4 separate regions of the Mus musculus genome follow, and all the other regions are linked to region 3. The links are chromatin contacts, called in public Hi-C, HiChIP or PLAC-seq and promoter capture Hi-C maps. All regions are on one chromosome and are shown on one strand. Each heading gives the region's core, a stretch centred on a gene start, on an enhancer-like site or on the middle of the called end of the contact. The rest is flanking DNA. Distances are from core to core; before and after follow the strand shown. Region 1 has its middle 92 kb from the start of n-TPtgg3. Region 2 holds the start of Ddx3x (DEAD box helicase 3, X-linked). Region 3 holds the start of Cask (calcium/calmodulin-dependent serine protein kinase (MAGUK family)). Region 4 has its middle 74 kb from the start of n-TPtgg3.

What was found. Promoter capture Hi-C pulls out the DNA fragments that hold promoters and counts their contacts. A called contact is a pair of places that touch in the nucleus more often than the background predicts. HiChIP or PLAC-seq counts read pairs in DNA pulled down with a chosen protein or histone mark.
Region 1: a contact with region 3 is called in a Hi-C map of cerebellum, with 2.0 times the contacts expected there. The contact joins the enhancer-like site here to the promoter of Cask in region 3. A contact is called at or near these places in 1 of 39 promoter capture datasets (hippocampal neurons), 1 of 484 Hi-C or Micro-C datasets (cerebellum) and 4 of 115 datasets of contacts at active chromatin or transcription factors (astrocytes, embryonic forebrain, forebrain and 1 more).
Region 2: a contact with region 3 is called in a promoter capture Hi-C map of erythroid cells, with 32 times the contacts expected there. The contact joins the promoter of Ddx3x here to the promoter of Cask in region 3. A contact is called at or near these places in 1 of 39 promoter capture datasets (erythroid cells) and 1 of 115 datasets of contacts at active chromatin or transcription factors (memory CD8 T cells).
Region 4: a contact with region 3 is called in an H3K27ac HiChIP or PLAC-seq map of stem cell-derived neural progenitor cells, with 10 times the contacts expected there. The contact joins the enhancer-like site here to the promoter of Cask in region 3. A contact is called at or near these places in 2 of 39 promoter capture datasets (the 3T3-L1 cell line and hippocampal neurons), 1 of 15 datasets of contacts at CTCF or cohesin (pro-B cells) and 6 of 115 datasets of contacts at active chromatin or transcription factors (embryonic forebrain, embryonic stem cells, microglia and 2 more).

The regions. Positions count from the first base shown.
Region 1 is chrX:14,607,903-14,612,980 of GRCm38.p6, reverse strand. No RefSeq gene overlaps it. Among named protein-coding and RNA genes, the nearest start is that of n-TPtgg3, 92 kb to the left of the region's middle. Within about 2 kb of position 3,005, at least 2 of the 459 cell types and tissues checked have an H3K27ac peak or open chromatin away from gene starts, as enhancers often do. A contact at or near this core is called in cerebellum, where this site is marked.
Region 2 is chrX:13,278,645-13,283,906 of GRCm38.p6, reverse strand. Ddx3x (DEAD box helicase 3, X-linked) reads right to left here and starts at 2,885. Exons shown (of 17, transcript NM_010028.3): 1 at 2,750-2,885. The coding sequence starts at 2,794.
Region 3 is chrX:13,843,211-13,848,346 of GRCm38.p6, reverse strand. Cask (calcium/calmodulin-dependent serine protein kinase (MAGUK family)) reads left to right here and starts at 1,791. Exons shown (of 27, transcript NM_001284503.1): 1 at 1,791-2,339. The coding sequence starts at 2,281.
Region 4 is chrX:14,625,903-14,631,122 of GRCm38.p6, reverse strand. No RefSeq gene overlaps it. Among named protein-coding and RNA genes, the nearest start is that of n-TPtgg3, 74 kb to the left of the region's middle. Within about 2 kb of position 2,397, at least 47 of the 459 cell types and tissues checked have an H3K27ac peak or open chromatin away from gene starts, as enhancers often do. A contact at or near this core is called in microglia, neural progenitor cells, pro-B cells and 1 more, where this site is marked.

The DNA.
Region 1 (5,078 bases), core at 1,756-4,255, 760 kb before region 3:
TTCATATCTAGCATTGTAATTCCAAAAGCTCATACTGTTTTTTAATGTCTTTGTTGTTGATTTTCTCTTTTTTTTCCAAACAGCTTTCACAAAATATACACATACATTTTGTGAAATAAGTTTTATTATATTTTCATTGAAATTACATTAACCACATTCACAGGAAAATTGACAAGTCAATTCTATACACATAATTAAGGTCCCTTTTCATTAGTTTTTGTCTCATCCATTGACTTTATAATGAGGAAATACAACTGAAAAATGTAGTTTTGGAATTCAAAATTAAGAACATTATAGCACTGGATAGTAAGATTCAGGGGTTTATTTTTTATGAAGTATTACATTTACATATACTTATTATTTTTAGTGTTTGTGATTTTTACCATATTTTCTCTTCTTTGATAGCTACTGATCTTAATTTAGTAGTAGCATGTGTAAGCTATTTTTGTAAGCAATTTAAGTTCACTTTATCTAGTTTGTATGAATGAAGAAATCATCTGCGTCTCCCCTGTGTGACAGAAGTAATATAGTACAGTTTTGTTACACTTGATCCTCACTAACAAGTCTTATCATTCTTCCTTTTATATTAAGAATATAATAAAACATTTAAATCCATCATCATCTTTTAAAATCATAGAATTTAATCGGAAAAAATGACATTGTTATTTGATTTTATAATCAATTTTTAAGTGATATATTGCCCTTCTAAAAGTCTACAGCTATTTCATGAAGATTGTATCTAGTTGTGCTCTGTTGCAAAAGTCAGATCATGTCCTGAAACTTTCTTGTTAATTTATTTAGTTGTCAAAGCTGCTTATTCTTCTATGTCTTCTTTGTATTGTTTATTTTCTCTAATTTAGAATATCTAGCCGGGCAGTGGTGGCTCACGCCTTTAATCCCAGCACTTGGGAGGCAGAGGCAGGCGGATTTCTGAGCTTGAAGCAAGCCTGATCTACAGAATGAGTTCCAGGACAGCCAGGGCTACACAGAGAAACCCTGTCTCGAAAAACAAAGCAAAGCAAAGCAAAGCAAAGCAAAGCAAAGCAAAGCAAAGCAAAGCAAAGCAAAGCAAAGCAAAGCAAAGCAAAACAAAACAAAACAAAAGAATATTTTATAGGCTCCATTGCCATTCTCCTCTATTAATCTTAGTTACTTCTTTGTCCTAAAGACTGTCCCTTGCTAGTAGTAACCCTTTACATGTTTAAGTAAAATTTACAATTGTGTCCCTGTGTCCCTTATACATATGTCTTCTTCCCAAATGAAAGGCGAATTTTCTTGTAAATGTAAGGGAGAGTACAGTCAGAGGCATCTACAAGAGTCCAGACGGAAGCAGGCCATGAGAGGTGTGGGAGGAGGGGGGACAGAGAGTGCTAGAGGCAAGAGAGGAGAAGGGGCAAATGGACCAAGAGAAAAGCCAGGGACAAAGACAACCATGAAAGCAAATGGCCGAAATGATAGGTTTCTACGGGAAAGAAAAGCCCCTGAGCTGGAGAAGTTTTGAGTAGAGGGGTGAGAAGTCCTGGGAGGTACTGAGTGAGCCTAGAGACCAGCTCATGCTTTGGTTGCTAAGGCACAACAGTTAGCCATCTGCCCCGAGTTTCTTTGGGACCTGACACTTCCTACCTGGCCTACAGGGTCATAGAAATGTACAATCATAGTAGGCATTGCTACCATAACTCTTCCTACAATGGTCCTGTTTAAACAATATGCTATCACTGTGTAGTCGGACGATGTGCTTTCTCTTCTTCAGATTCAAGAAAAAAAGGAGATGCCTCAAATCCTGAACTCTTAATGACTGAACTGTTAAATATTTTTCAACCATTTATGGAGTTTTTCTTTGTGTGTCTGAACCCAGATCTAATTGTGGAACTAATTCTATTTTCTTTAAGACTCTGATAGTGTATGTTCCACCAGTCTTACTTTGTTTTGTGGGAGCTTTATTTTTCTTCACCCAGATCTTCATTAGAATTGTTTGTGGTGGATGTTGAGCAAAGTTTCTCTGGGGAATACTAACCAGGCAGCACTTTGAATAACAACAGCAGTCGCTAACATTTATTGAGCACTTTTGCTCCATCTAGCCATTTTTTTAAAAATTTAATCACTAAAACAACCTCCATTTAACCTAAGACAAATTTGCCAGAACACACTCTTTGCTAAGGACACATAGTCTCATATACAAAATTTAAAAGCATTTGTAAAGTTCTAAGCTATGTGTAATTCAAACAAATAGAGCATTTCCTCTTATAATACATTCCTAAATTTATTGATCTTCCTAATCTGCAATTAACTTTTTAAATGCTAGTATTTTACTTTACTATCATGCTGAAATGATATATAGTCTCAACGTTAACTCTGAAAGCAATCTTTCATTTGAAGAACATTTCATGCCAGTCTCATTCAATTTATAAGCATTCAGCAATCAGAGATCCCTTAGGGGTCTTTACTTGTAGAGGTTGTATGCTCTAGGTACTTGAGTGGATATTTTATTTCTTTCTGTCATTTTTTAACTATATAGAAGAAAGGCCTTTTATTTAAAAAAAATGGGATCATATATCCTTTCAGACAGACACCGACATAAATGCTCACAATTGTAGAGGAGTATTTTACGTAAGCATTAAATTCATTAATAGAGGTTTAAAGAAAGCAATGTATCTGAACACAATTGTTATCTGTTGCATTGTCTGGAAAGCAGACTCTGGGATGGCATGTGGAATGTTTTTTCAGAGAATGGCATTTGGAGCAATACTTGCTACCATCTAAAGAATTAGCAGTGAGGGAGATGCTATGCATAGGCAAAGTCACAGCTTTATATGACCAAGATCTCTGAGAGGCTCTAGAGCCTTTGAAGTCATCTCAAGCTGATCCAGAAGAGTGGAATATTTACAGCTCTTCATCAATCACTAATTACAAGTGGGCCCGCTGAGAAGGGAGGTACCTTGCTAAGGACACTCTACAGCCTGAGGCAATCTCTGAAGTGGTTGACACTAAGGGCTAAAGTCTAATAGCACTGTTGGTGACTGTAGCAAGCAATTTTCATTTAAGAAGGATCTGGGTAGATGAGTCTCTCAGTATCCTTGATGGCAATTTGCTGTGAAAAATCAATTATGTCTGAGGTGGCCAAACTACCTCCTTGTATTTCCAATTACTTTAAGTCTTGCTGTAAATTTTCAGTACTTTTAAAGTTCTAATAAAATGAAAATGTGAAGGGAATCCCTGCTTGCTAAGGGACTTGGCTACTAATTACCAAATAGAGGAGCATTTGGGAAGGAAAGAAAATTGACTCTCACTGGCTATTGTGCAGCCAGCAGCCTGCAAGGCTTTTCACATCTTTAGTTTATGTAATTTTATTTCACCATCCTAACACTCTTTGTGTTTACAGGCAAGCAGACACAAAGACACACAAATTACACAAGTTGATAAATAGACTATATAGAGGACTGTTTCACCATGAAACTGTTACCTCACTATGATGTTTCTTTCTGACAAAGTGACTGTGTTATCAAAGACTTATCCTTCCTGGTTTTCAGAGCATTTTGACAAATAGTGGCAGAGACTATGTGCAGGGAGCCTGGGCCAAGGCAGATGGTCTGGATAATGCCCAGAATCACCCTAGGAGAGAACAAAGGCTTCCATGTTGTCCATGGGCAAACACGTTAGATATAATCTTTGTCAGAAACCAATAAATGAAAGAAAATCTATTAAAATACCTCTTCCCAAGGCTCTTCAATGATTCAAGCCTGCTGATGGATCTTGTGTGTTTTCAAGGAAACCAAATCACAAGAGCCCACCAGCTAACCAATAAGATCATTTGCTACATGCTTAGGCAACAGAGGATACACAAAGAAATTGAAAGAGTACATGCTATTATTAAGATAATATTGGCTTACTGTCTCAGTTTGAATAAAATCCAAATCCTTTGTCACTGTGTTTGTCAGACTTTTGATGCTATGACAAAAACATGAAAGAAACAATGAAAAGAAAGACAGATTTATTTGTTATCACAGTTTCGATGGTTAAACTCCATATTGGCTGACTGGCTGTATTGTTTCTGGGCCTGTGGTAATGCAAAACATTACAGCCGAATCTTAAGCGCGTTCGCGACCGGCCAGGAAAGACGCAACAAACCAGAATCTTCTGCGGCAAAGCTTTATTGCTTACTCAGGAGCAAGAGAGGAAGGCAGAGAGAGGCAGAGAGAAAGAGAGAGAGAGACGCAGAGAGACGCAGAGAGAGAGGCAGAGAGAGGGGCAGAGAGGGAGAGAAGCAGAGAGCAGAGGAAGAGAGCAGAGGAAAAGACGAAGAGGCGAAGAGAGGAAGAAGGGGGAGTGCCAGAACCCCGTCCCTTTTAAGGAGAATTATCCTCCGCCTAGGACGTGTCACTCCCTGATTGGCTGCAGCCCATCGGCCCAGTTGTCATCACGAGAAAGGCAGAGCACATGGCGGGAAAACTGCCCCTGCACATGTGCAGATTATTTACTACTTAGAACACAGCTGTCAGCACCATCTTGTAACGGCGAATGTGAGGGCGGCTCCCCACAGCCGAAGAAAATGGTTGAGCAGAGCTGTTTAGCTCATGGCAACAAGGAAGCAGAAAGGAGCAACAGGAAGACACATTGTTCAAAATGATGCCTCCAGTCACCTACTTCCTCCAATTAGGTTCCAACTTCCACAGTTGCACAACTTACCAATAGTGTGTTCCAATTAATCAACTGATAAATCCACCCATAAAGCCTGAGCCCTTGCTATCTAATCATTTCTGCTACTGTCCTCACAGACACACCCAAAGGTAAGCTTTCTTAATGTTGATATGAATTGGAAATCTATATTAACCATCATAAATTATAATTATAATTATTGCCTTAATCTTTACCCCATTTCTTTGATCTAGCTAAATCTGTTTTCTTGTAGTGCAGTGAGTTTTCTACTCATCCAATAATCTTTCCCCAAGTCACTATGTAACTAATTCTCTCTTCATCCAAGTTTCAGTTCAAAACTTTCTATTTCCTACTAGCCATTTTTGTAGCTGAAGACATCTTCTTGTATGCTTTATTTTCTTCACAACACTAATTTTATGCAGTTA
Region 2 (5,262 bases), core at 1,636-4,135, 570 kb after region 3:
AGTAAAGCTCCTTATTTGAGAAACTAAAACTTTGTTTTGATGAATCTTAGAATTTTAGCCAGGCATGGTGTGTGTGTATGTGTGTGTGTGAGAGAGATCCACTGCTTTCTTCTGGCAAAGCATTAGATGGTACAGACAGGCAGACACATACTTTAAATAAAAACTTCTAAGAGGTTTGAAGTCAGGGCAGCCAAACAAATGGTTTTAAAACACTAACTAGGTGCTCAGGCTTAGTTCAGTTAGTAGAGTGCTAGCCCATAGTGAAGGATCAAGCCCTGATTTTTGATCCCCAGTATAGTACAAAGTGTAACGATTCATGGCTGTAGTCCCAGGATTGGAGAAATGGAGGCAGGTGGATCAGATTCTCAGCAATATAGGTAGCCTGCACTAAATCAGACCCTGTCTGAAAATAAAAGCCACACGTTATGAGTGTAGGATTCATTTTAACCATTTTTAAAAATTTTCTAAACAGCACCAACTTTATACTTGGTATTATTTAGTTCCTTTACTCTCAAATACAGCACAAATGTATTAAATTGGGATAATACTGCCTAAGACAATTTTATCAATACACTCACCACTTAGCACTACAGAATAAAACTGGAATAATTCCTGTTCTCCCACATTTACTGTAAACTCACAGAACTAGTCATGAATATCCTTTGATGTTCTTACTAAAGGGCATTTTACTGGCTTTAGCCTCCAAAGTCTGCCCATCTCCTTATACTGGTTAACAAGATTTTACAAAAATGCTACACACTGCTCGAGGGTGTGTGTGTGTGTTGTGGGAGGGGGGGTCCCTCACTATGTAGCCTTGGCTAGCTAGCCTCAAACTCACTAAAGACCAGGCTGATTAAATTCAGGTCGCTGTGGTCATCACGCTTGGTGGCAGATGCCTTTACCCACTGAGACATATTGTCGATATATAACTACTATCTATTTAGGAGTATAAACCACAATTGAAAAACAGGAAGAAAAAAAAAAAAACAGGAAAGTTGGAACTGTTACGTTTTAAGGAAATGTTACTCGATAAATCTGTGCCGATACTTGCAAACTACTAGTATCGCTAAGCTCCCTGAAAACAGAAAGCAGATGTAACCTCTTTGTCATTAGAAAAAATGTTGCCATGCCTTGATACTGTAACTACCGTTTAAAGCCGCGTTTATTAAAATCTGAGTTTTGGTTTTTTTTTACGAGTTTTTTAAATGTGCTCTGGTTTGCCTGCAGTGTGAGGGTGTCTGATCTCCTGGAACTGGAGTTACACAGGCATGACCTGCCACGTGGGTGCTGGGAATTGAACCCAGTCCTCTTAACGGATGAGCCATCTCTCTAGTCTACGTAGGTTTTTTTTTTTAATCATTTGACATTAATCGAAGCAACAAAGTTGCCAAATGCACTGTTGGTACTCATTACAAACTTGAACCACTCCGAATTCCTAAGCTTTCGAAGTTAAATCCACTACCAACTTATGAAAGGCTCTTGGAAATATAATTTCCAATATAGTTCAACAATAGTATCATTTTAGTATAAGTATCATTTAGAATGGAAAATGTTACCAGTGTCCCTTAAGTTACAATGTGTCACAACATGGAAGATTTACTGTAGCAGGTCATAGGTCAGGCAGAAGGCACCAGACCCTCATCTCCTTGGCCTCTAAATCTAGAAATGGAGTCTCGATTAAGTAATCAGAAACCAGGCCTGACCAATCTCCCAATTTTACTTCGATGGCAGCAACAAGTTATCTGTTGCCATATTCTGGGCATTTTGCCTCTAGAGGATCCCAGAGTGGGCCATCACTCGCAAGGCGCGTGGTCCTCCCTTGCGCCCAGGTAAAGGGCGGGCGTGCCCGGCTCGGGCCGCGCGGTCGTTTCCTGGAGCCTAAGGCTGAGCAAGGGCCGCGCCGGGTGGCTCGCGTCACCGCCAAGCCCGGCGCAAGTGCGCACGCAGCGGCCCTGGCCTCCCTCCCCCTCCTCCCCCCGCCCAATCCGCCCTGAAATTTCTGCGTCACAAAACTTTCCACTCGGGAACCGCGGCCTCCCCTGCCGCGACGCACCGGGCCGGCGGGGCCGAAGCAACCCAGCTGGCTTGCAGGCGAACCCGCTGGCGGGCAGACCCGGGGGGATGGGGATGGGGGTGGGGGGGCGACCGCGCAGCACCGCCGGCCTGCGCCACACAAAGGAGGCCGCCGCCATTAGCCCGCGCAGAGGCCAGCCCCCCTCCCGCGGCGCCCCCTCCCACATTCCAGCGCCGCGGGGCCACTCGGCCAGCCCGCGCGCCGCCGCCAGCTCCCTAATTTCCAAACCACAGCCACTGGGGCCATGGAAGCCCAAAGCCCCGGAAATCCGGGGCCAAAACCATCCACCCGGGCCCCGCCACGCCACGCGGGGCAATCTCCCCCCCCCGACCGCCCCGATCCCCACCTGCGGGTCACTAATCAACCAGGGGACGCGCGTGCGCCCGAATGCGCGCGCCCCCTCCCCCTCCGCTCGCCTGCGCACAGACACAAAAGCCGCCATTGTGCTCGGGCCAGGGACAATACCGCGCACCGAGCCGAGCCGGAGGAATCACCGGCTCTAGCACTCCCCCCGCAAGCATCCAGTCCCTCCAGAGCCCCTAGCCACTGGCCACCCGCCGGCCCGAGCCGTCCAGGGAGACGGGAAGGCAAAAAGCAGAACTTAAAGAGCTGCGCCACAAGGCAGGCTAGGGCAGGGGGCAAAGTGATGCAGCGACCCCCGCGGCTCAGGCTCACCTGCTGGTCCAGCCCGAGCGCATTTTCCACTGCCACATGACTCATCCCTGAAGAGTACCGAGAAATCGGAGTCTTCCGCTGCTGAGCAAAGGCTGCCTCTACCGCAAAGGCCCTCTCACGGGAGAACTGCGGCTTTGAAGCGCACCGCGCGGCCACCGACCTTATATACCGACTCGGAGGACTGCTACGTCAGCACGTAAGACGTGTGCCCTCCTCTCCCGGGCGGCCGGCCACTGCCGTTAGGAGCTCTGCCTGCTTACGGTGCGTTGCTCGGCTGAGTCCCGTGAGATTTCCTAATCAGTCCAGTTACCCGCGTCCTCGTCGGCTCATAAAGAAGCCTTGGGTATATGTGGTTCTGGTTCTCCTGGGTTTGCTATCCCCTGGTCTCCACCGGTCCCCTAATCTTACTGTTTTCTCGAGATCTCGCGAGAAATGATTGCTGACCGTCCTCTAGCCTTAAGGCCCTAAGCTTTAAACTAGGTTGATTGGCTGCTCCTCCCCTGTGTACCCAGTTTTCGTCCTTCTTTCTAGCACTCGTCCCTTCCTCTCCGTCCCCGGGCGTGGAGATGATGCAGTGGGCTTTGTCTGGCCTAACTAATGAGCCCTGGCTCTGCGTGGAGGGCAGTGGGATCACGTGACCGTGGGTGTCCAGCAAGGTGGCCATCTTGTGAAGAAGGGAAACTCGCTTGACTAGTGCTGGGAATGGGAGGGAGGGACGGGAAAACTGCGGGAGGGCGGGGAGGAGAAAGGGGGAAGGGAACTAGAAATGAGAAGCAGAAAGGTGGAAGGCTGCATGGTGACCCGAGTCCATCTGAGCAGGGACTGTAGGGGATGTGCGGGTTGCTGTAGGCTTCAGATCGCCGTTGCCTATAGATAGCATCACTCCCACAGCCCCACTCTGAAGGAACAATAAAACTATCTCACGCGAATCTAGAGCCGGCAATCCAGGACCCTCCCGGGACCCGGAGCCTCTCTCGTTTGTGAAAGAGTCACTTATTGTAGGCCCCTGTGTCCTTCCGCGTGGCATTCCTGGCACCAGCCTGTGGCTGTTGGCACAGTAAGGGACCCCAGGGAGGCGAGAATGTGTGACTGGACACAACCTGTGTCTCCCTGACCGAGATAACTTGCCTCAGGCCTCTCTCTCCACTAGACAGAATATGGAGGAAAAAGGGGTCTGTCATCAAACGGGCCGATTCTGGTGGACCCCGCTTCTAGGCGGACCACCCCCCAAGACTCAGCTTCAAAAACACATACCCTTAAACAACAAAACCAAAAGAATATATTGAGCCCTCAGCTTTTAGGCAATGGCAGCACACAAGTTACCTAAAAGATACTCCTTTCTGACCCTCAGTTTCACAAATAAAACACAGGACTCAGCACCCCCCCCACCTCAACCCCAAACCCAACCCCCCCACCAGGGGCCTTCTGCTGCCAGAATTCAAACAATTACTTCTCATCACATAGTTTACTGTACAAACTCTTCTACTTTTCCAGTTTGTAAAATTGAAACTGAACTTTTAAAGAGATACGGAAACAATAAAACAATCCCTAGGCAAGTTGCTTTTCGGCTTTTGTTCTCAATTTTCCTCCTCTATAAAAGAGACCACTAGACTTCAAACCCCTGTTGTTTTTACTATTCATTTTGTGTAACAATTGAATGTTGCTTTTCAGTTAATGATGGCAGCTACATTTGAAGCCAACCTAGATGATGATGTGGTTTTGTGTCTACATGGGTATCCAGTGGACCAATTCTCTCATATATGGAATTGATCTAGCACGCCTGGCTCTGTTGACCACATACCAGTAGTCCTCAGCAGTATTAGCACCCTCAGATGCACATATTTCCATAGTGCCCCTTTGAAAACCATTAGACCCAAGGATTCCTATCGTCCTGTGGTGGTTTGAAGAATGAGCCAGCGCACGTATGCATGCGCGCTTGCGCACAAGCAGGCGCGTGCGCCCGCGCGAGCGCGCGCACACAGACACACACCCTCCCACTCCCCCATTCAGGTTTGAATACTTGGTCCTGAGTTGCTAGAACTGTCTAGGGAGAATTAGGACGTATGGCCTTGTTGAAGGAGGTGTGTCACTGGAAGTGAGTTTTGAAGTCTCAAAAGACTCCTGGATCCCAGTCCTCTTTGTGTGTGTGTGTGTGTGTGTCCCCACCTTCTGCTAGTGGTTCAAGATGTGAGCTCTCAGCTGTCCTGCCATCATATATTCTAAGCCTCTGAAAGCATAAACCCAACTGAATGCTTTATTTTATACGTTGCTTTGACCATGGTGTTTTGTCGCAGCAAATCCAAAGAAACTAAGATGGGTTCCTTTCTGCTATGAGATTTGAGGATTCACAAAGCACAGTAGTGAGATATGTTTTTAGTTTTGTTTTAGATTCCTTTTCACATAAATCTAGACAAATAGGAGTCTGTTGTTCAAGAGCTGGAGATTCTGAGCATCACTCCAATTGCTTGCCACGGGGAGGTTAACTGACAACCTGCTTCTGGGCTGTTTTACTT
Region 3 (5,136 bases), core at 542-3,041:
TTGAGAGAAATTCTCCACGAAAGATAAACTCCAAAATGAAGTAGACAAACCTTAGCATAGCTCATGTTTTGGCAGGAGAAAGAAAGTTAGGCTGGCAAGGTGACGTGGGGTTCAGAGGAGAGTGGATGATTCCGAATTCATTGGGTGACAGGTAGACATGATAGGTTGGGGTAAGCGACTTGGAACTGTTGGGCCCCCAAAGAAGACAAAGTGTTTTGGGCTCTGAAGCCCATTCTTTAGAGAAAACACAAAATCTTTGGGAAAGGAGGAAAACCTATTTGTGCAATTATATTTCCCCTGATTTGCAAGAAAGAAATGAAAAGGAAAGAAGGTTTAGCTCCCAAATATTTAGCAAGCAAATCAGCCAGGCTCTCGAGGGAGTGATTAAGGGTTTGTACAGATCGTTTTGTTTTTTGTTTTGTTTTGTTTTGTTTAAAGGAAATGGGCTTTATCTTCACCCTGCCCCCTGCACTTTGGTAAATACTAGTTTAAAAAATACCGCGCTGAGAATTTTAACAGATGATTTCTGGAGAGCTGACTTATGAACTAATTGGACACTTCTGCTATGAGGAGGAACAAAGACTTCTTTTTTTATTGGTCTTCAACTAAGGCATATACCTGTCTGGTGGCGTTGGCTCATTCTGCACATGCTCAGTTGAACAGAAATCTTCATATTGCATACAACCTAGCACAGCGGCAACACCCACAGCCTTACTCCGCGGCTGACCCTGTGCGTCCATTCCTTCTAGTGACATTTTTTTATGCTAAGAACTCCAACACTTATAGGGAGTGAACAAAGCAGATGCTGGTGCTGAGGAACAATATTCAATGGATTTAAAGTCTCTTTACGACACTCTTTTCCTGGTCCGTCTCTAGGTTTTGTCTAGCAGCAATAGAAACTGCATAGATATTGGTTAGTTTGGAGCGGGTGGCAGGCGAAGCTGTTTCGCTAGTTCACTGTTCTTGTTGTACACCTTCCTCTGCAGTTTTTGTTCCGTCCTTTCCTTGGACAATTCTCCCCCTCCCCCAGCCCTCATCTTCATTAAGGAATGGCAAGGTGGCACTAAAAGCATCCACCGCCGCCAAACACGGTCTTGAGTGACAATCTTTCTCCACCTCCTTTCAGGCTTTTTCATTCATTAGAACCTTTTCTCTGCGTTTCCCCCCTCCCCCAGCAAAAACCTGGGGAACGGCTTTCTGAGATTACGAAAGAAGAGGGAAAGCTGCCAGAGTGCTGAGCACGCCGTCTAAGAACGTGCAGACTGCTATGGACCTTTTGTCCCTCGCCCCTCTTCTCCACTTGGTCGCAGCTTGGGAGTAGAGGCGACGACCTCCACCAGCCCCACCTCAGCAGCTGCAACCCGCAACCCGGGCAGCTCCGCTAGCCGACCCCCAGCGCCCTCTAGATTCCCCGCGCCCGCCGGTTCTTCGTGACGTTGCGGGCGCTGCGCGCAGGCGCCACTGGGAGCGCTTTTTTTTTTTCCCCCTCCCTTCCTCCGCCTCCTTCCGCGGTCCACGCCTCCCAACGGGCTGGAGGGGCGGGGCCTGCGGGTCTCGCTGCCGTGCGGGCCGAAAGGGAGGAGGGTTAGTCCGCGCCAGGCGGGTGCTCGGGCTCGGGAGCCTGGCGGCTGCTGAGGCTGAGGGGAGGAGCTGAAGGCAGCGGTCGCGGCTCCCGCCCGCACTGAACGCTCATCCCGCGAAGCCCCCTCCCACACTCGGGAGGGCGGCGGCGGCGGGAGGAGGAGGAGAAGGAGGAGGGAGCGTCTCTGCCGCCGCCTCCTGGTCCCCAGCGCGGATCAGCCGCCACCACCTCCCTTCGCGACGATCCTCCCTCCATGGTGCTGCCGCGGCCCCCCCTGTAGCCCGAGCTGCCCCGCGCCGCGCCGGAGCCGGTCTCGGGCAGAGGGAGCGGTCGCGGCCTCGCGGCCCGCGCGGGCTGACGAGCGGAGAGTGCGGCGCTTCGCGGTCCCCGAGGGTCCGCACGCCCCGGCAGCGCGGTCGCCAGCCACCGCGCGAGGAGCAGCGGGCGGGCGGGCGGCGCCGGGCCCGGGCCGCCCTCGCTCCCACGCCCCGGCCCCGCCGCCCGCGCCGGGGCGGCAGCCGGCAGAGGAAAGGCGCTGCAGTCTCCGGGCCTCACGGCCCCAGTCGAGCTTCCTCAGCACCGAGGGCTTGCGGGTCCTGAGTGGAGGACACGAGCCCGGAGCCGGGCACTGAGCTCTTGGGCGCCCCCAACCCAGTTTTCAGAACCCTCCACGCTGCGGCCGCTGTCCCCTTCGGACCATGGCCGACGACGACGTGCTGTTCGAGGATGTGTACGAGCTATGCGAGGTGATCGGCAAGTGAGTCTCCACGCGAGGGAGCGGGAGTGTGGAAAAATGCTTTTCAGCGATGCCCGGGGCCTCCCGCACCCGTTCCGGGCCTGCCCCCTGCCCTCTCTCCCTCCCCTCTGCCTCCCTCGTTCTCTTCACCCTGGAGAATTTTTAGACGTGTACCTGGGTTTCCTGCCAGGAATGGGTCTGGGGGCTTCTTAGTAATGCGTGGAGGCCACCGAGCCCCGGTCGGCCACCCCATAAGGCGTGGGGCGGGCTCCCTGCATTTTATCTGACGGTTACACAGGGACGTGGCAGGACCGATTTTGTAGTTGCTTCCTGGGAACAGTTGGGGTTTTTGTTACCTTTCCTGTACCATAGACCTTTCACGAAAAGAGCAGCCTGCATTTCATGAGCTTGTGTGGAGAGAGCGAGAGAGCGCGTCCGGGGTTTTTAATTGTGGGGTGTGTGTCTATTGTGCCAGGATATTAGACAGATGCCTTTGTGTTCACCCCATGCCCGGATTTAAGAGGGTCATTGAAGACGGATGCGTCCAGTTTCAGCAAATTCTTCACCTGCCATAGACAAACATAGAAAGAGTTGGGGGCACCCAAATTTTTAATGCCTCGTTATGCAATGACTGTACAATCAGTGCTCGAGGCTCCCTTCCACTGTTGTTGGGATGGTGGTTAGCGTGGTAGAGCCGTCTGCTTTGAGTCACCGGGCTGGTCTAGAATATAGAACTGACAGTCCAAATGCTCATCCTTTCATCTGTGTTGTATAATTACACTAGGGAAAAGCAGGGAATCAGATTAATCACAGTCCTGATTGAGAATTAAATCTGCAGTTCCTCATCTAATTGTCCAGTCCTGAAATCTGTTTTGAATTGTTTCCTTTTCATTCTTGTCAAACAGTATTCCAAGTGCACAATCCTGCTAATTTGCTTGTGAGGGAAATGCTGGCAATCTGAAGTTGATTTCCTAGTTCAGCGTGTATTCTCTGGCTTTGGAAGTTGAGATCAGATTTAAGAGCGATTTTTGCTTATTTAATAGGGCTCGTTAGATGGCTAGTATTAGAATATTTTACTTCGTTTTGGAAGCGGTGCTTTATTGTCTATTTTAAGGTCCGCAGTTGGGAAATGAAACCAAGACAGCATTTGGCTCTAGCTCTTTTAAGTTGTCTGCACTATACTCAGTTTCAATTTTTTGAGTACGGGTAACTGATTTTTTTTCCTCCATGTTGAGATATTACAATACGGCTCACATGGTGAAATTGTGGGTAGAGCTTGCTACACTCTTTTCTTAGACCCAAATGCTCCTTGCCCCATTGTTCAGTGACCAGCCTATCTGTTAAGAGGAGGATGTCCAAATGTGTCTGGTACAGTCTTTGTGGATGTGCTCAGAGCAGCGCTGTTCAAAAGCTATTTAATGAGAGCCACGTGTAATTTGTCATTTTCTAGTAGGCACTTTAGAAAGATTTCAAACAAAAAGGTGCAATTTTCGTAAAATATTTATGTAATACATTATATATAATTAGTGATTTCAGCATGAAAAAATTTTGCCATACTGTATATCTTTTCCTACTAAACCATTGAAATGCAATGTATATTTTACACTAACAGAACATCTCAATTTTGACGCTAAGCTAATTTTTTACCAGAAGTATTTGATCTGTATTTAGGTTTCATAAAATTTGCATGTGCAAAAAAAAAAATAGATTCACATATTCAAGTTGTTCCAAACGTACATAAAAGTTTTCCACTAACTGAATTTACTATTTCTAAATTTTAATCAAGTAAGCAGAATGCAAAATGCCTCAGTTCAATTAGTCATATTTCAAGTGCTTAATATCCACAGCCTACTGCCACAATTTTAGAGAGAAAAAAATTCAAAAATCTCCTTCATTTCTTCATTGTTGTGAGGACACAAAAAAGAGAAATTCGATGTTTCTCAAAAACCACACAAATGGCTATGAGAGTGAGGGATACTTGTTGTATCTTAGTTGTAGCTGTTGTGAGCCTGAAGTTGATAATTAGAAAATGTGGGATTAAGCTGCTTGCAGATATTGTGGTGATGGAAATAGCTATCATTGAATCAATTTTGGTGATTGGTTCTGATTTCTTCAGGTCTGAAAGGATGACAGTGTAGATTTCAAACGTGGTCAGCTTCATGTTAGTAGTCTGTGTTGTGCTGACTTAAAATTGAGAAAATATTTTCAGAAGACACCCCTAGTAGAATTAAGTTTATCCATTCTGTTCTGCAGCTGCAGAAGGAGGAAGAGCAAGCGAATTTTGATATGCCACCTAGTCAGTGGCTGCCTGCATTACTGTGAACTGTGAAATTTCATTCCTATCCTACACAATCTGACTTGGTTGGTGTCGTCTATAAAATGCCATTCCTTGAAATAATGAATCCAAGATAGACTCAGTCTTAAAGACTGTAATGATGGTGCGCCTCACCCCATGCAAAGGTTGAAGATTTCTCCGGGAAATCGTGTCAGTATATATTGATCCTGAAATTGAAATTCGCTTGAGGTTTTTTATTTTAGAGACCTTGACAGCATACACTTAAACTTAGAATTTGTTCAATTATAAGCTTAAACAGAAAGGCCTTGCAAATCATCGTTCATCCGGAAAAAAATCTTTTTTGATGATTTCTAGCCAGACTCCATGGAATTTTGATTTTCTTTTGTATCAGATTGGTATCACAAATTGTGTTTACACCACAATATCTTAAGAGTTTTAAATTTTCACTAAGGCTCTTTAAAATAAATTTCAGTTTTTTAAGGCATATTGGCCACCCACCCACCCACTCATGCTTCTGCCTAT
Region 4 (5,220 bases), core at 1,148-3,647, 780 kb before region 3:
CAGGTTACAGCAAGATTCTATTAAGAAGACCCAGTGGTTTCTTTTTTCTTATTATTCACTTTTATTTGTTCATTTCACTCATTTCATCCCTCTTCCCCTTTTATATTTAAACTTCACTTGAGTATCAAAATTGTAAAAGCAAGAAGTGATTGACTCAGTGTCTAAGAATATGGCAGCATTTTAAATCAGAAGTTCAGAGTTCTACTTTAGCCACATGAGCTGTGTGCTTTATATGCCACAGATAGAAGGAAAGTCACTTGATGGTTACAAATAGGCATTTTTGTATTTGTGCACTGCATTATCCAGTGAAATAAGTACAATGTTCCTAGTTGTCTTTCGTTTAGCTTATTCTTCTCTTAACTATTAAAAAGATTTATCTATTATGTTTATGTATATGGCTACTTTAGCCTGCATGAATGCCTATGCATCTCTGTCATGTGCTGTCCACAGAAGCCAGAAGAGGGCATCAGTTCCAATGGAACATGAGTTATGGATGACTGTGAGCACTATGTAGGTCCTGGGAACTGAACCTGGGTCCTTTGGAAAGCAGCTAGTGTTCTAACACCTGAGCCATCTTTCTATTCCCTCAATACTCACTCTTGCCATGGATGCTCAACCTTTGCCACTAACAAAATACCTAAGAGAACTTAAAGGAGAGATTTATGTTGTTTCATGGTTTTAGAGGTTTCAGTCCATTGATCCCTTTGCCCATGAAGAAAGACTGAAAACTATGGAGAAAGTGAATTGTTTTGCAAAGCTATTCACATAATGGCAATGGGGGAGTGTAAAGCAGGGAGGGAGAATATGCATGACTGCTAGAGTCCTAATGTCACCTTTAGACCAACTCTAATGATTTACTTCTTACTTATCCCATCTCCTAATATTTCCAGAACTTCACAATAGTGCCACCAGCTAGAGAACAAGCTTTTACTACATAAGCCTTTGAAGAATGTTGGAGATTCAAACTCTGATATGACTAGACATAATTGGTGATCATTGGTAGAGAAATCTCTATTTGTCTTTTTTCAAATGTCTAGTAGAGTTTGGTCTTGAATTAAATTGCTTTCTTTTTCCTGGCATAACTGGTTAGTTTACCAGTCATCTCTTATCCTCAGGTGGACTTGCATCTAGTTAGTACTCAGTGGCCAAATAGAGATCTTCATGATAGTGCCTGACTTGTGTTCCATTTCTATTATGTCTCTTTTTATTTCTTCTTTGTTTCTATGTTGTGATTGCAATAACTGTGTCTAGGTAATGGCACCATGTAAAATTTAAAAGAAAAATTGAATTTAACACCAAACTGTATTAGACACTTGAAAATCTGATCAAGTGATGAGATTGGCATACGAGCCTAAGTGAACCAGTATCTTGGTGAGCAACTTTTATGATGGTATGGAACGTTTCTCTTCAATAATTTCAATTGGATGGCTTCTTGGGACTTTCTAAAATTCAATACTGAGGTGTGTGTGTGTGTGTGTGTGTGTTAACTTAAGATACGATATTATATAAATCATATTCATTATAAGGAAAGAAAGAAGGAGGGAGAGATGGAGGGAAGAAGATGAATGCAGCCTTAAAAATGCTTGTGCTCTGGACCTGATTTACAGTGTGGATAAAAATTTCTTCTCAGAACAGAATGCCCTTAGTATCTTAAATAGTAAAGGTACAATGTGGAAGAGTGCTCAGAGATCATTCTGTTACATGGTTTTGTGTAAATTTCAATGAAGATTGAACTACATGGACATTTTATTTAGGATTTCTATCAGTTTTGTTAATAATCTGGTTAGAAATTTCCACGGGTTTTGAGTGGTTTCACTTAATTATATATTGTTCAGGATCCAGTTCTCCATAGTGCGTAATTTGGGGAGGGGCATGAAAGGATTTTCAGCAATACACTTTTGATACTTTAGCAGGAGTTTGTATATAGAGCTGTATATGAACTGTAACTTGGGTCTGCTGTAGTTACATTGTTTCTACCTCCTTGAGCCCCCTGTAGATGAGATGGCTGTGCTGTGGGAACAGTCCACAATCCTTCTATTTGTTTTTTTTTTTTTTTTTTTTTTTTTTTTTTTACAATCCTTCTATTTGTTGTCTTTACATAAAGCCTTCCAACTGCTGCTGCTGCTGCCTTCCTTGCTAGCTTTCTGATTCCAAAAGACCTAAAGAGAAAGGAGCATGCCAAAGAGGATTTCATGTTCACTAAGCCTCTAGACACTTGAAGTTAGCTTTTATTCTCAGAGCATTTACAGAGATTTCCCCTGAGGCATTAATCTGAACTTTCTGTGAACCGGACCAAAGTAGCTCCTCCCCTGGCTGCTTCCCTTTCAGTATTTGTGTACTTCCTGAGTCCAGGACGCTCCTTCTAGGTCCCTGATGAGTCACATTCTTTTGCTGTTTAGTAGTGTTTCTCTAGGATAAAGATGTGCATAGCTCCAGGCTGGCTTTCTCTTCTGTATGCAGTCTTGTCTAATCCCTGGGAAGCACTCTGACCTCTGGGCACCAGCCAACTCCAGGGATGGATGGCCACCGCAGTGCGGGTATATTTTACTTTATCATCAAAGCAATTTCCTGTTCCTCACAGAGCCTCTCGACTTCTGAGCAAACCCAATCCAGGTCCTCCCTGCTCCCCCTAATTGAGGACCTACTTCCCCGCGTCTCAGAATCGTTTGTTCTCCTCAGACTGAAGTTAAAGAGAGAACAACCCTAGTCCTCCTACCACAGAAGGCATTTGTGGGGAAGACAGCCAACAGCTGTCAAAGACATTTCTTCACAAATCCCCCTGCAAGTCCCCATTGCTGTCTACATCCGCTGTGAAAGGGAAGAGCTTAAAAGCTGAATAAACAATTCGCATAGTTTCACTCTGAAATGCTCACATGGTTGTGTCTTTGCAGGAAAGGATTTATTGTTTTCATGCTTCAATGAGATCTGGCCTTAGAAGAGTCCTATTTTCAAACAGGTCACACACACATACACACACACATACACACATCAAAAATGTTTGTTTCCTCCTATGATAGGCAGTCATTTTTTTTAATCTTGCAGAAGTAGTTTTTCATTTCAAGTAATACATATATAAAATAATGCAATATGTGTGTGTGTGTGTGTGTGTGTATGTGTCTGTGAAGGCACATTCTACCACCTGGCTTATATTTATTATTTTTTTTCAAAATTGTCTTTTAGTTTCCAGGATTTTAATCACTTTATTTAAATTTTAATCCCATCTTATCAAACTACTCTCACATACAAAGAAACTGTAGGACATCTTATGAAAACAACCTCTATAATCAGGTAGCAACTTCTCTTTGCTTCTCTATATTAGGTTACATTTATATTCTTTATTAAATATTTTCATATGTAAAAGTCTTTAAATTACTCTTTTAAAATTAGTTGCTGCTGAATTTCAGATTTTATTTTCAGCCACTAATGTTGATATTTCATATTACTTCTAATTACCTGTTGAGCCTCTTAAAATTTTTTTATGTCAACACTTAGATTTCTGCAAATGATTATTTCACTTTGTTCATTCAATTCTTAAAATTGGACTCTGCTTCCTTGTCTTGTACTCATTAGAACCTTCTTTAATGCCATCTTAAAAGCAAAGAGTAAAAATAAGAAGCATTATTTAATTACTAAACCTCAAAGAAACATTCACACCTTTGGTATGAGACTTTAGGTTTCTAAGGCTACAGTCAGTATTTTTCTTCAGTATCCTTCGCTGGGGGTAGTATTCAATGTTCAGAGGTTCTAATCAATAGTGAAACTTCAGCTGAATCACAGCTCTACAAACAGGTAAAGGCAGGCAAATGGCTCCCTCTAGGTCAACAGTTCTCAACATGTGGGTTGCAATCCCCTTAAGACTATAGGAGAACATGAATAGTTACATAATGATTCATAATGGTAGCAAATTTACAGTTATGAAGTAGCAATGAAAATAATGTTATGGTTGAGGAACATCACAGCATAAGGAACTTTATTAAAGGATCACAGCATTAAGGTTGAGAACCACTGTTCCACGTCTTATCAAGTATTTGGCATAGCCATTTCTGGGCAAGTATTTGCCTGGATCACCTACCTGTGCAATACATTATTTATTCATTTGTTCAGCTTTCCTTTGCTTAATAATTTTAGTTTAGTGCCTTTTCCTTATGTTATCATATATACATAATATCATGTGAACTATCTAGAAGGCATGCTCTATGACGGAAGGAACTTTGCTTTGTGCTTTGTTATTAGTTTCCTTAGTATCTAGGATAGTGTCAAGCAAAGTGGGAACTAAATATTTTTTGAATGAATGGATCAGCATACTTTCCGTTCAACTCCTCCTCACAGACTTCAGCTGAGTCTGGCAGTTCACTTCATGCCCTGAATGCATTGAAACAAACATTCATAGACTGAATGAGCCATTCCAGCCTGGTAGTCTTTCATTTTGATTCCACCGTTCTTTCACCTGGACACGTCTATTTCCAAAGCACTAAAGAAAAGCTTGATGTTGATGGTTTTTGTCAATGTCAGAAAAAAAAATGTTTGACAAGTGTGCAATCTCACTTCATGAATTTCAAAACAGATGACACCCATTTTGATAAATGCATATGATTCTGTAGTTGATGAGAAAGGAAAATGAAAATAGGGCTAAATTACAGTTTGGTACCCAAGACAATAATCAATCTTTCATCATGTTAATGGTCTGTCATGAGTCTGTAAAAGCACACAAAGACAAGAAACAGCAAAGTCCTCATACTAGCTTTCTCAGGGAGTTAACATAATTTGGTTAACAAGACACACTTATCTGTGAGTGAATTATAACTAAGTATGAACCTGACAGTTCAATCATAAAATATGTCACAGCTTTCCAGAAGCGATTACTACCATAACATAGAATAAGTTTACCATGGGCAGAAAAGACTAATTAGTCAAGTTAGGTCTATTTTTAAATGTCACACAGCATCTTTCTCCTTTGACTCTACTGTTCTCTGTGTCTTAGCTGAGAATATTAACTACTTCCTGGTTCTCATTCTCACTCTAGTGGTCTCTCCATATGCATTTCCTGACACATTATCATTAAGATAGCTGGGAATGTATATTAACCAATTCTAGCTCTCTCTGTTGAACTTATGGTAATGAAGGATGGGGGATGGGAGGAGTGTGAAAGGACCAGTCAGAGGCAGGAGAACTCAAACAAGCTCTTGCTGTACCATCTCTAGCTGAAAAAATGCAATGCAC